2 separate regions of the Sus scrofa genome follow, and region 1 is linked to region 2. The links are chromatin contacts, called in public HiChIP or PLAC-seq maps. All regions are on one chromosome and are shown on one strand. Each heading gives the region's core, a stretch centred on a gene start, on an enhancer-like site or on the middle of the called end of the contact. The rest is flanking DNA. Distances are from core to core; before and after follow the strand shown. Region 1 overlaps CUX1 (protein CASP). Region 2 overlaps CUX1 (protein CASP).

Region 1 (5,035 bases), core at 528-3,027, 300 kb after region 2:
GAGCACGAGGGGAGTGTACCGCGTGGCAGGGGGGCTGGGGGCCTGGGCAGCTCTCCCTCGGGGCCTGCATCTCAGTCTGACCTCTCTCCCTCCCCCAGCCTACATGAAGCGGCGGCACAGCTCGGTCAGCGACAGCCAGCCCTGCGAGCCCCCCTCCGCTGGCATCGACTACAGCCAGGGCGCCAGCCCCCAGCCCCAGCACCAGCTGAAGAAACCCCGAGTCGTGCTGGCCCCTGAAGAGAAAGAAGCTCTGAAACGAGCCTATCAGCAAAAGCCATACCCGTCACCAAAAACCATCGAAGAACTCGCCACCCAGCTCAACTTGAAAACCAGCACCGTCATCAACTGGTTCCACAATTACAGGTACGGCTCTGCGCTCAGCGCAGCAAAATCCCAGCTCCCGGGGCGCGTGCCCGCAGCCCAGGGGAAAGGCCGACGCGCCCTGTAGAGCCTGGCTGCCCACCGCTTACAGGGCGACCGGCCAGGCACTTGGCCTGGGCATGCTGGGGACGGAGGACGTGGCGGTGGGTCAGGTAGTTGGCTTTTTACATGTTATCGGATGTAGACGTGCAGAGTCACGCAGTTAGAGTTGGCGCACATCTGCTGTGAGCACACAGAAAAGCGCCTCTCCACGATGCCATCGTGGTTCCATAGCTGGTGACCATGGATGTCGGCGTGATTTCTTTTTTTTTTTTTTTCTTTTTTTTTTTTTTGGGTGCTTTTCAGGATCTTTTACAGTATTGTTTTCCAAGTAGTCCGATTAGTCTCATACTTAAAGTAGTGCAGGCCCCTTTCTTTGGGGAAAGGTGTGAGTTAATGAAGCGTTGCTGAGCATCACCTTGGACTCTACAGCTCCGTGGTTTGTTTGTTTATTTATTTGTTTATTTTGCCTTTTCTAGGCCCGCACCTGCGGCATATGGAGGCTCCCAGGCGAGGGGTCGAATCGGAGCTGTAGCCCCCAGCCTACGCCACAGCCTCAGCAACGCAGGATCCAAGCCGCATCTGCCACCTACACCTCAGCTCACGGCAACACCGGATCCTTAACCCACTGAGCGAGGCTGGGGATCGAACCCGCCACCTCATGGTTCCTAGTCAGATTGGTTTCCGCTGCCCCACAATGGGAACTCTGTACAGCTCCGTGTTTTAACCGGACCCCCACAACCATCTAAGAGAGGCAGTTTTACCTGCATTTTACAGATGAAAAACATAAAGCCCAGAGGGGTTAAATAACTTACCATAAGCAGGGAAGGGCCTGGTGCTCTCATAGAACAAAGGACTGGGGTAAAATCTTTGGCTTGAATTGTGGAAAATGAATGAATTGCTGCTCGCCTGAGGGCCGAAGGGGGATCTGGAAACACGAGTGGCCCCAGCAGGGCCAGGGAAAATGGCTTTGGAGATGTTTTGTGTAACTGGCTGCACCTACACCCAGACACGCAGCAATCTGCAGCGTCCTGCGCCCCCGCCCAGAGTTACGATCCTTGCATTAAAATGGCCACGACTTGCAGAAGACTTGAAAGCGCACATTCAAATCACCTCTGTGTCTAGAAAGTGCCATCAAGATTGCAGAGCACCTGGCAAAGGAGCGGCTCTGGCGGACCTCTGCCCAAACTCCCCTCCACTCCCCCTGGCCACACTCGATCCTGCTCTTGAAGCCTCCTTCTGTGTAGAAGGAGCTCCATCATTGTAACTGCTGGCCTCGCGTTGCCTCTGTTCTTATCCGATGGGCTGATTCAGGATGAATAAGCTGGTTGTGCTCAGCTCATGTACTTCCTTTGTCTTCTCGGGAGCCCGCCCACGCGTGGGGAGGCCGGCCTCGGGCCAGTGCTGCCATGAGGGATAAAGCTGCCTGGGGCTGAGGCTCAGGCAGCAGGTCTCTGGCTCTCCCATGAAGCCAGATCAGCTAACGTCACCTTCATCAGCAAGGAACGTTTTCTTTTGCACCCCGTCTAATATTTAAGAATTTTCCACACAGCGGAAACGAATCCGACTAGGGACCGTAAGGTTGAGGGTTCGATCCCTGGTCTGGATCAGCGGGTTAAGGATCTGGCGTTGCCGTGAGCTGTGGAATAGGTCGCAGACGCGGCTTGAATCTGGTATGGCTGTGGCTATGGCATAAGCCAGCAGCCGTAGCTCCAATTTGACCCCTAGCCTGGGAAGGTCCTTATGTCTCGAGAGTGGCCCTAAGACACACACACAAAAAAAAACTTCCAGTGTGTTCAGAACCTGGGAGTTTATTGGGCCCCATCAGACGTTCCAGGGGAAGCTGGCAGATGGGGCAGTGCCCAGTGTGAGATGAAGCTCCTCCCTCAGCCCCTGTCTATGATCGTCTGTTGCTGCCACTTGTTTCAGCTGAGGAACCATGAGGGCTCCACCCACGCTGGCCTTACATGTATGCTTGTCACCCTGGCATAACCAGACGCAACTACGCCAGTCCTGTGGGGCCCCAGAGAAAATGATGTTCCCATGGGCCGTGATTGAGACAGCCACCTACACGGCATTCAACAGGCAGGAATTTCCATGGGGCCACTGGGTCTCCTTGGGTTCCGGCAGTGGGGAGTCCTGGTTATCGCGGTGATCTGTCACATGGTGGTCGGCTGGTCATCGTGGAGGTGGCTCACTCGAGCATTTAAGCAAATTCATCTCTAAAGAGGGAAGGGGGAGGAGTTCCCACTGTGGCACAGCAGGATCAGTGGCACCTCTGCAGTTCTGGGACTCGGGTTCCATCCCTGGCCTGGTACAGTGGGTTGAAGGATCTGATGTTGCCTCAGCTGTGGCTCAGATCAATCTGATCCCTGGCCCGGGAACTCTGTGTGCCACAGGGCAGCCAAAAAAGCAACAAAGAGAAGAGGGAGGCAGGAGAAACAGCAGTAGAACCTCAAATCTTAGTCAGGAGCTCAGCCCCAGACCTAGAGTAGACAGATGCTCAGCAAATGCTTTCTGTCAAACACAGCTCCACAAGAGAGCAGGCTGGCAAGTCAGGTGGGAGAGCCCAGGGCAGCTTAGTTTCACCTGCACAGATCTGGCTGCATATCCCAGAAGAGGCTGAGATGCACGGGGTCTGGAAAGAAGAACTGCACTGGAGGAGAATTTTATAAGCCAACAGAGAGGGATAAGAAGCGGCACCAGGAGTTTCAGTCGTGGCTCAGTGGTTAATGAACTCGACTAGTATCCATGAGGTCACAGGTTCGATTCCTGGCCTCGCTCAGTGGGTTAAGGATCCGGTGTTGCCATGAGCTGTGGTGTAGGTAGAAGACGCGGCTCAGATCTGGCATTGCTGTGGCTGTGGCATAGGTCGGCAGCCATAGCTCCGATCCAACCCCTATGCCGTGGGCGCAGCCCTAGAAAAGACAATAAGACAAAAGGACAAAAAAAAAACCCCAAACCAAAAAACCCGGAAGTCCCTTGCCTAAGGTCACCCCGAGGAAAGTGCAGAGCAGAGACTGCAGCTGAGCAGTGCTCTTCCCTGAAATGCTTAGTCCAGCCCAGCTCAGCTGGTACCTCCCCCAGAGCTTGACACAAGGCACCCGCTATACACTCATGGAATGTGTTTCATTCCTAAGCAAAAAGGCAGTTTCTTAGGTTCCTTCTGCAGGAGTTAAACAAAAGTTGATTTTATATTTTACTATATTTCTAGAACCCACAGGGTGTAATGCTTGGGGTCGATTTTTGCCCCACTCAAAAAAAAAAAGAAGTAATAAAACTGGGAGTTCCCGTTGTGGCACAACAGAAACGAATGTGACTAGCATCCATGAAGCTGAAGTTTTGATCCCTGACCTTGCTCAGTGGGTTAAGGATCTGGCGTTGCCATGAGCTCTGGTGTAGGTCATAGACTCAGCCTGGATCTGACGTTGCTGTGGCTGTGGTGTAGGCCGGCACCTGTAGCTCCAATTCGAGCCCCTAGCTCAGAAACCTCCATATGCCATGGGTTCAGCCCTTTTCAGCAAAAAAAATAATAATAAAACTGGAGTTCCTGGAGTTCCTGTCATGGCGCAGCAGAAACAAACCCGACTAGTATCCATGAGGATGCAGGTTCGATTCCTGGCCTTGCTCAGTGGGTTAAGGATCTGGCATTGCCATAAGCCGTCGTGTAGGTCACAGACGTGGCTTGGATCTGGCGTGGCTGTGGCTGTGGCTGTGGCATAGTCCGGCAGCTATAGCTCGGATTAGACCCCTAGCCTAGGAACTTCCACATGCTGTGTGTGCGGCCCTAAAACAACAAACCAAAAACAGAGAAAAACTGGAGTTCCTCTGTGGCACAGCAGGTTAAGTATCTGGCATTGTCACTACAGGGACCTGGGTCACTATTGTGGCACAGGTTCCATCCCTGGCCCAGGAACCTACACATGCTGTAGGCACAGTGAAAAAAAATTTTTTTTTAATTTTTTTAATGTTTTAATTAAAATAAATAAATACAACTTGAACTCCTCCTGTCCTTTCACCCTGAGGAAATTAGAGGTATTTTGGGGTGACCGTTTACCCAGAACCACATACCACAGGGGATTTCGGAGAACATCGAGAAAAACAGGTCCACCCAGTAGAAACTCTCCCAAGCCCTAAAAGCCATGGCGTTCTGGCAGCCTTGCATGACTTGTCTGAAAACCAGACTTGCTCCTGGGACCTGGTCTTTCTAGACCAGAAAATAATCTTCCTCATGGACGTGGAGACAAATCTAGGCCAAGAAGGATGACATCTCATATCTGCTGAGCCTATAACGTGCCAGGCCCTGAGCCAAGAGCTTCATAGACGTTATCTCATGACTCCCTCCGTCAGCGCCTGAGTGCAGTGCTGCCAGCCCCACTTGACCAACAAAGGTTAGACACCTCAGCCCAGCCGGTGAGGGTGGCAGCCCGGACCTAGACCCCAGGAATGAATTTGTCCCTTCCCTTCCCCAACCCTCCGTCTCAGCCTGAGCGCTTATAACTGGCTTTTTTTTTTTTTTTTCTTTCTTTCTTTCTTTTGGTCTACCTTGTGTCCTATATTATACATTAATATTTAATTGTAACATCTCTGCAAGGAAGACACTATTCTCCACATT
Region 2 (4,733 bases), core at 1,351-3,850:
CACGGCATATGGAGATTCCTAGGCTAGGGGTCCAGTCGGAGCTGTAGCCGATGGCCTACACCAGAGCCACAGCAACGCGGGATCCGAGCCGCGTCTGCAACCTACACCACAGCTCACGGCAATGCTGGATCCATAACCCACTGAGCAAGGGCGGGGATCGAACCTGCAACCTCATGGTTCCGAGTTGGATTCATTAACCACTGAGCCACGACGGGAACTCTATGTTTCACTTTCTGATTGGGCACATTTGCTCATTGCTTTTTCTCTTTCGAAATATGTCAGCTCCTCAAGGCCAGTTATTCTTTCATGCACATTTCCATCAAGTTGCCTTTAAATTCTGCTGGAGTTTTGTTGGATTTGGATTAAATATACAGATTAGGGAGTTCCCGTTGTGGTTCAGCGGTTTACGAACCTGACCAGTATCCATGAGGATGCAGGTTCGATCCCTGGCCTGGCTCAGTGGGTTGGCTAAGGACCCAGCGTTGCCGTGAGCTGTTGTGTAGGTCACAGACAAGGCTCAGATCCCAAGTGGCGGTGGCTGTGGCTGTGGCCAGCGGCTGCAGCTCTGATTTGACCCCTAGACTGGGAATTTCCATATGCTGTAGGTGCAGCCCTAAAAACAAACAAAAAAGTACACACGCACACATGCACACACATACACGACACGCACACACACACACAGATTAATTTGGGGGAGAATTAAGAACTTTTAAGTTGCCTCACCCGTGAATGAGTTTATTTCTCCGTATGCTTAGATCTTCCCCCAGAAAGGTGTTGTGCCTTCCTCATTAGGTTAATTCCTAGTTCTGTACGGTTTCTGTAGTATTGTGAACAGGGACTTTAAAAGAATTGTTTTTCTGATGACCGTGGTGTGGAGGAAAGCAGTTGTTTTTGTTTACTGCCTTCGAAACTGACCGGCTTGCCGAATCCCTCATTGGTTGTTCTAGTTCACTTGATTCTGTCGCATCTCTCTGGGGAGGATATCACATGCAAAAAAAGTGACACTTGTTTGTCCCTTTCCTTCCACTGCTTATACCCAAGGGACTTGTGTTGCCAACCAGAACCTCAGGCGCTCTCTGTTGCGAGTGGGGCTGGGACTCTGCCTCTCCTTTCCTGGTCTTAGAGGGAGGGCATGTGCCCAACGGCGACCTTTGGTAGAAGCTTTGATCAGGTTAAGGAACCACGTGACTCAAATCTGTTCAGGTCTGGGTGATTTTTATCCCCCGTCTATAAATGTGGTAAATTACAGTGAACGATGCTCTGATGTGGAAGCATCATTGCATTCTGCCGTCAGCTCTTCTTTGTCTTATATTTTACAATATTGGATTAGCCGTATCTGTGTAAGTAGATAAAATTAGCCTACAGTTTTCTCTCCTTTTTTGGGGGGCCGTGCCCACAGCATGCAGACCTTCCCAGGCCAGGGATTGAATTCGCACCACAGCAGTAACCAGAGCCACAGCAGTGACGATGCCGGATCCTTAACTGCGAGGCCACCAGGAAACTCCTAATTTTCTTATTTTTATCCAGTTAGAATTGAGGTTATACCAGTCTCATAAAATGGGTTAAAATTGTTTTGGAACCGTTTGTCTAAGATGAAGAATTATCTGTATCTTATTAAATTTAATAGGGCTCAACTGTGAAACAGTAGGGCCTGAGCCTGAGCGCAGGCTGGGAGGACTTTATTATTTCACTTTCGTTTGTATTAGTCTCTCTATGTTTTTCTGTTCATAAACTGATTTTGCCACTTTATGATTTTCTAGAAATTAGCCATTTCATCTAGGCTTTAAAATGTGTCCTTGTATGATTGTTCATAAAATCTCCATTGCTTTTGTAAATCTCTTTTTCACCTCTTGCTATTTCATTTTCATTCTGCAGTCTGTATTTCTGAATATCTTTAAGACTTTAATTTTCAGGCTCACAAAGAGTTTTGTCCGTCTTACTAATCTTCAAAAAAAAAAAATCCAACTTTTCCTCTTTTTAACCTCTTTTTTGTTTGTGTGACTAATTGTCTCCTCTTTATTTCACTCTTGTCTCTTTGAGGTCCCTCTGTTTTCCTGACTTCTTTTTTTGAAGGCGCAGCTTTTTAATTTGACTTCCTTCTTGTTTTCTGATAAATGTTGTCAAGGCCTTAACTTTTCTTCTAATTATTTTGTGGTGTTCTACTGATTTTGACATGTAATGCTTTCATTTTTATTCATTTTGTAATTTTGTATTTATTTTGTTATTTCCCTTGTAATTTACTTTTTAACCTGAGGGTTACTTGATAGCATATATCTATATCTATATGGACATTTTTCTTTAATAATTTTTCTCGTGCTGTTGATGTGTGTTTTTATTGCATGAGCAGAGAATATGCTTAACATGAGGTCAATTTCCTTAGAATACAGGCATTTACACTGAGTGGATTTTTGTGAATGTCCCATATGGACTCAAAAGTAATGTTTTTTTGTTTGGAAATAAATTTTTCTCTATAGTATTTTGAGCTTACTCATGTTAACTTAATTCTTCTGTATCCTTGTTGGTTTCTTGCCTATAGTTTTGACAGCTGTTCCATTGTATTACCGCAAGGCTGTATTGTTAGGTACACACATGACGGTGGTTTTCTATCTTCCCGATTGGGTGTTCCCTTGTCTGGAGCACGTGCCCGACTCTTTCTTCATCCTTTATGGTGTTTTTCCACCATAAATTCTGTTTGTTTTGATGTTACAATTATTCTCCCCCCGCCCCTTTTTTTCCCTTCATTTTCAGTTTCTGTTTGCCCAGTAAAACTTTTCCTCTTTGTTTCCAGGCTTTCTATATCCTTTTGCTTCACATGTGTCTGTTATAGATAGATGATGCAGGGTCTTGCTTTTTATTTTTATTTTTTATTTATTTTTTTTGTCTCTTTGTCTTTTTTAGGGCCACTCCCACAGCATATGGAGGTTCCCAGGCCTGGGGTCTAATCGGAGCTGTAGCCACCGTCCTACGCCAGAGCCACAGCAACGCGGGATCCGAGCCGCGTCTGCGACCTACACCACAGCTCACAGCAACACCGGATCCTTAACCCGCTGAGCAAGGCCAGGGATTGAACCCACCACCTCATGGTTCTTAGTTGGATTCGTTAACCACTGAGCCAAGACAGGAACTCCAGGATCTTGTTTTTTAAACCCAGGTTGAGAGTGTGTCTGATTAGTACATTTGATGGGTGAACATTTATGATACATATGATTATATTAGGACTTCTGCAATTTTATTTTATGCTTTCTTTTTTGGGGGGAGGGGTATCTTTTCTTGTAATGTCGTATTGGGTTGAATTTTCCTCTGCTGAATTTTAAAGTTGTGTGATCTGTTTTCTTCTTCTGACATTCAGAATCTGGAATATTCCCGAAATTAAGACCCGTCCATATGTTTACTTTTTCCCATCAGTTTCTAACGTCTGTCAGTCCCTCTGTCCCATTTCCCGTTTCACCAGCCGCTCTTGGCTCTGCGGGTTTGACTGCTCATTTTATGTTCTTGATCCTTAACTCCGCTCCTCTCTGCAGGTTGTTGGACTAGTCTGTCTGTCTCTTCTAGTGTTTACTCTCCTCCTGGCCATTTTCCCCTGTGACCTGTGGTCGCCTAGGCCCCAGGGTGTGAACTGATCCCTCGCCCCTGGGGAGACCAGTTAAAGTCACAGCTGGTGGGCGGAGTTTGGTGAGAGGCCTGTGCCCCAGGACAGAGGGCTTAGGCCAGGGTGCAGTAAGGCCCCTCAGGGAGCTCTTGGCATCACACCTGATCTCCTGGCTGCCTCCCTCTGGGGTTATTGCTCAGCCTTCTTTGCATTTCGGGATCCCCTGGGGGAGGGACCCCCCGCAGCGATTCCAATTCTGCTCGTCTGGAGTGGGCACTGGTATTTTTTATTTTGTGTGTGTGTGTGTGTGTGTGTGTGTTCATTTTATTGTAGTTGATTTACAATGTTCTGTCAATTTCTGCTGTGCAGTAAAGTGACCCTCACTGGTATTTTTAAAAGCAAGAGTCGGGGTACGGTACAGACTGGCTATGGATTGATCAGTGTTGAAGCTTGGAGGTGGGTGCTTAGGGGATCATTGTCCTGTCTGTTTATGTTTGAGGTACCGTCTGTGTCCAGCTCTAATTGTGAGCTGAGACCTACTGGCTCTGACCCTGGTGTGGGTGGGGTGGGCAGGGAGTAGAGGAGGCTGGCTAGACCTGGGGCTGCCGGAACGGTTAGAAATGGCCCCTGTGGCGATAGCACCTTTCTGCCGGAAGGCCTTGTTCCAGCCTAGATCCGGGTACTCCAGTGGTCCACGGACCAGCCACATCAGCATTATCTGGGAGCTTGTTAGAAACACACAACCTCAGGCCCCACCCCAGACTGAGCAAGAATCCACAATTTTCTGAGATCCCCAGGTGACTCACATGCATATTCAGGTTTGAGGTGCGCTGGTCTAGAGCTTTGTAAAGGGACGGTTGGTTTTATTTAATTCCCCTTTTAATGGAGGGACTCCTCCCTTCTCGTCCCGGTCGAGCTTTCCAGAACAGAGGTGGCAGGCCGTGGGCCAGGCTGCCAGGGACTGGTGCACGCAGTCTGCGTGTTTGGGCAAGGGAGGCCCCGGGGCCTCTCCCAGGCCGCCCTTGCTCCTTTTACGCACAGTTCTGATAGGATCAACGGTCCCCCTTTCAAGGTCCCAGGACGTTGACACAGCAGATTGGAACAAGACGCGGAAGTCCTAGTGGCGGGGCCAGTGGTCGGGTGG

Evidence for each region. HiChIP or PLAC-seq counts read pairs in DNA pulled down with a chosen protein or histone mark.
Region 1: an H3K27ac HiChIP or PLAC-seq map of alveolar macrophages shows a contact between it and region 2. The contact joins two enhancer-like sites. A contact is called at or near these places in 2 of 2 datasets of contacts at active chromatin or transcription factors (alveolar macrophages and skeletal muscle).

What each region holds. Positions count from the first base shown.
Region 1 is chr3:9,637,149-9,642,183 of Sscrofa11.1, forward strand. All of the region lies in intron 14 of CUX1 (protein CASP), which reads left to right. Among named protein-coding and RNA genes, the nearest start is that of SH2B2, 31 kb to the right of the region's middle. Within about 2 kb of position 1,778, at least 7 of the 83 cell types and tissues checked have an H3K27ac peak or open chromatin away from gene starts, as enhancers often do. A contact at or near this core is called in alveolar macrophages, where this site is marked.
Region 2 is chr3:9,335,066-9,339,798 of Sscrofa11.1, forward strand. All of the region lies in intron 1 of CUX1 (protein CASP), which reads left to right. Among named protein-coding and RNA genes, the nearest start is that of CUX1, 20 kb to the left of the region's middle. Within about 2 kb of position 2,601, at least 3 of the 83 cell types and tissues checked have an H3K27ac peak or open chromatin away from gene starts, as enhancers often do. A contact at or near this core is called in alveolar macrophages, where this site is marked.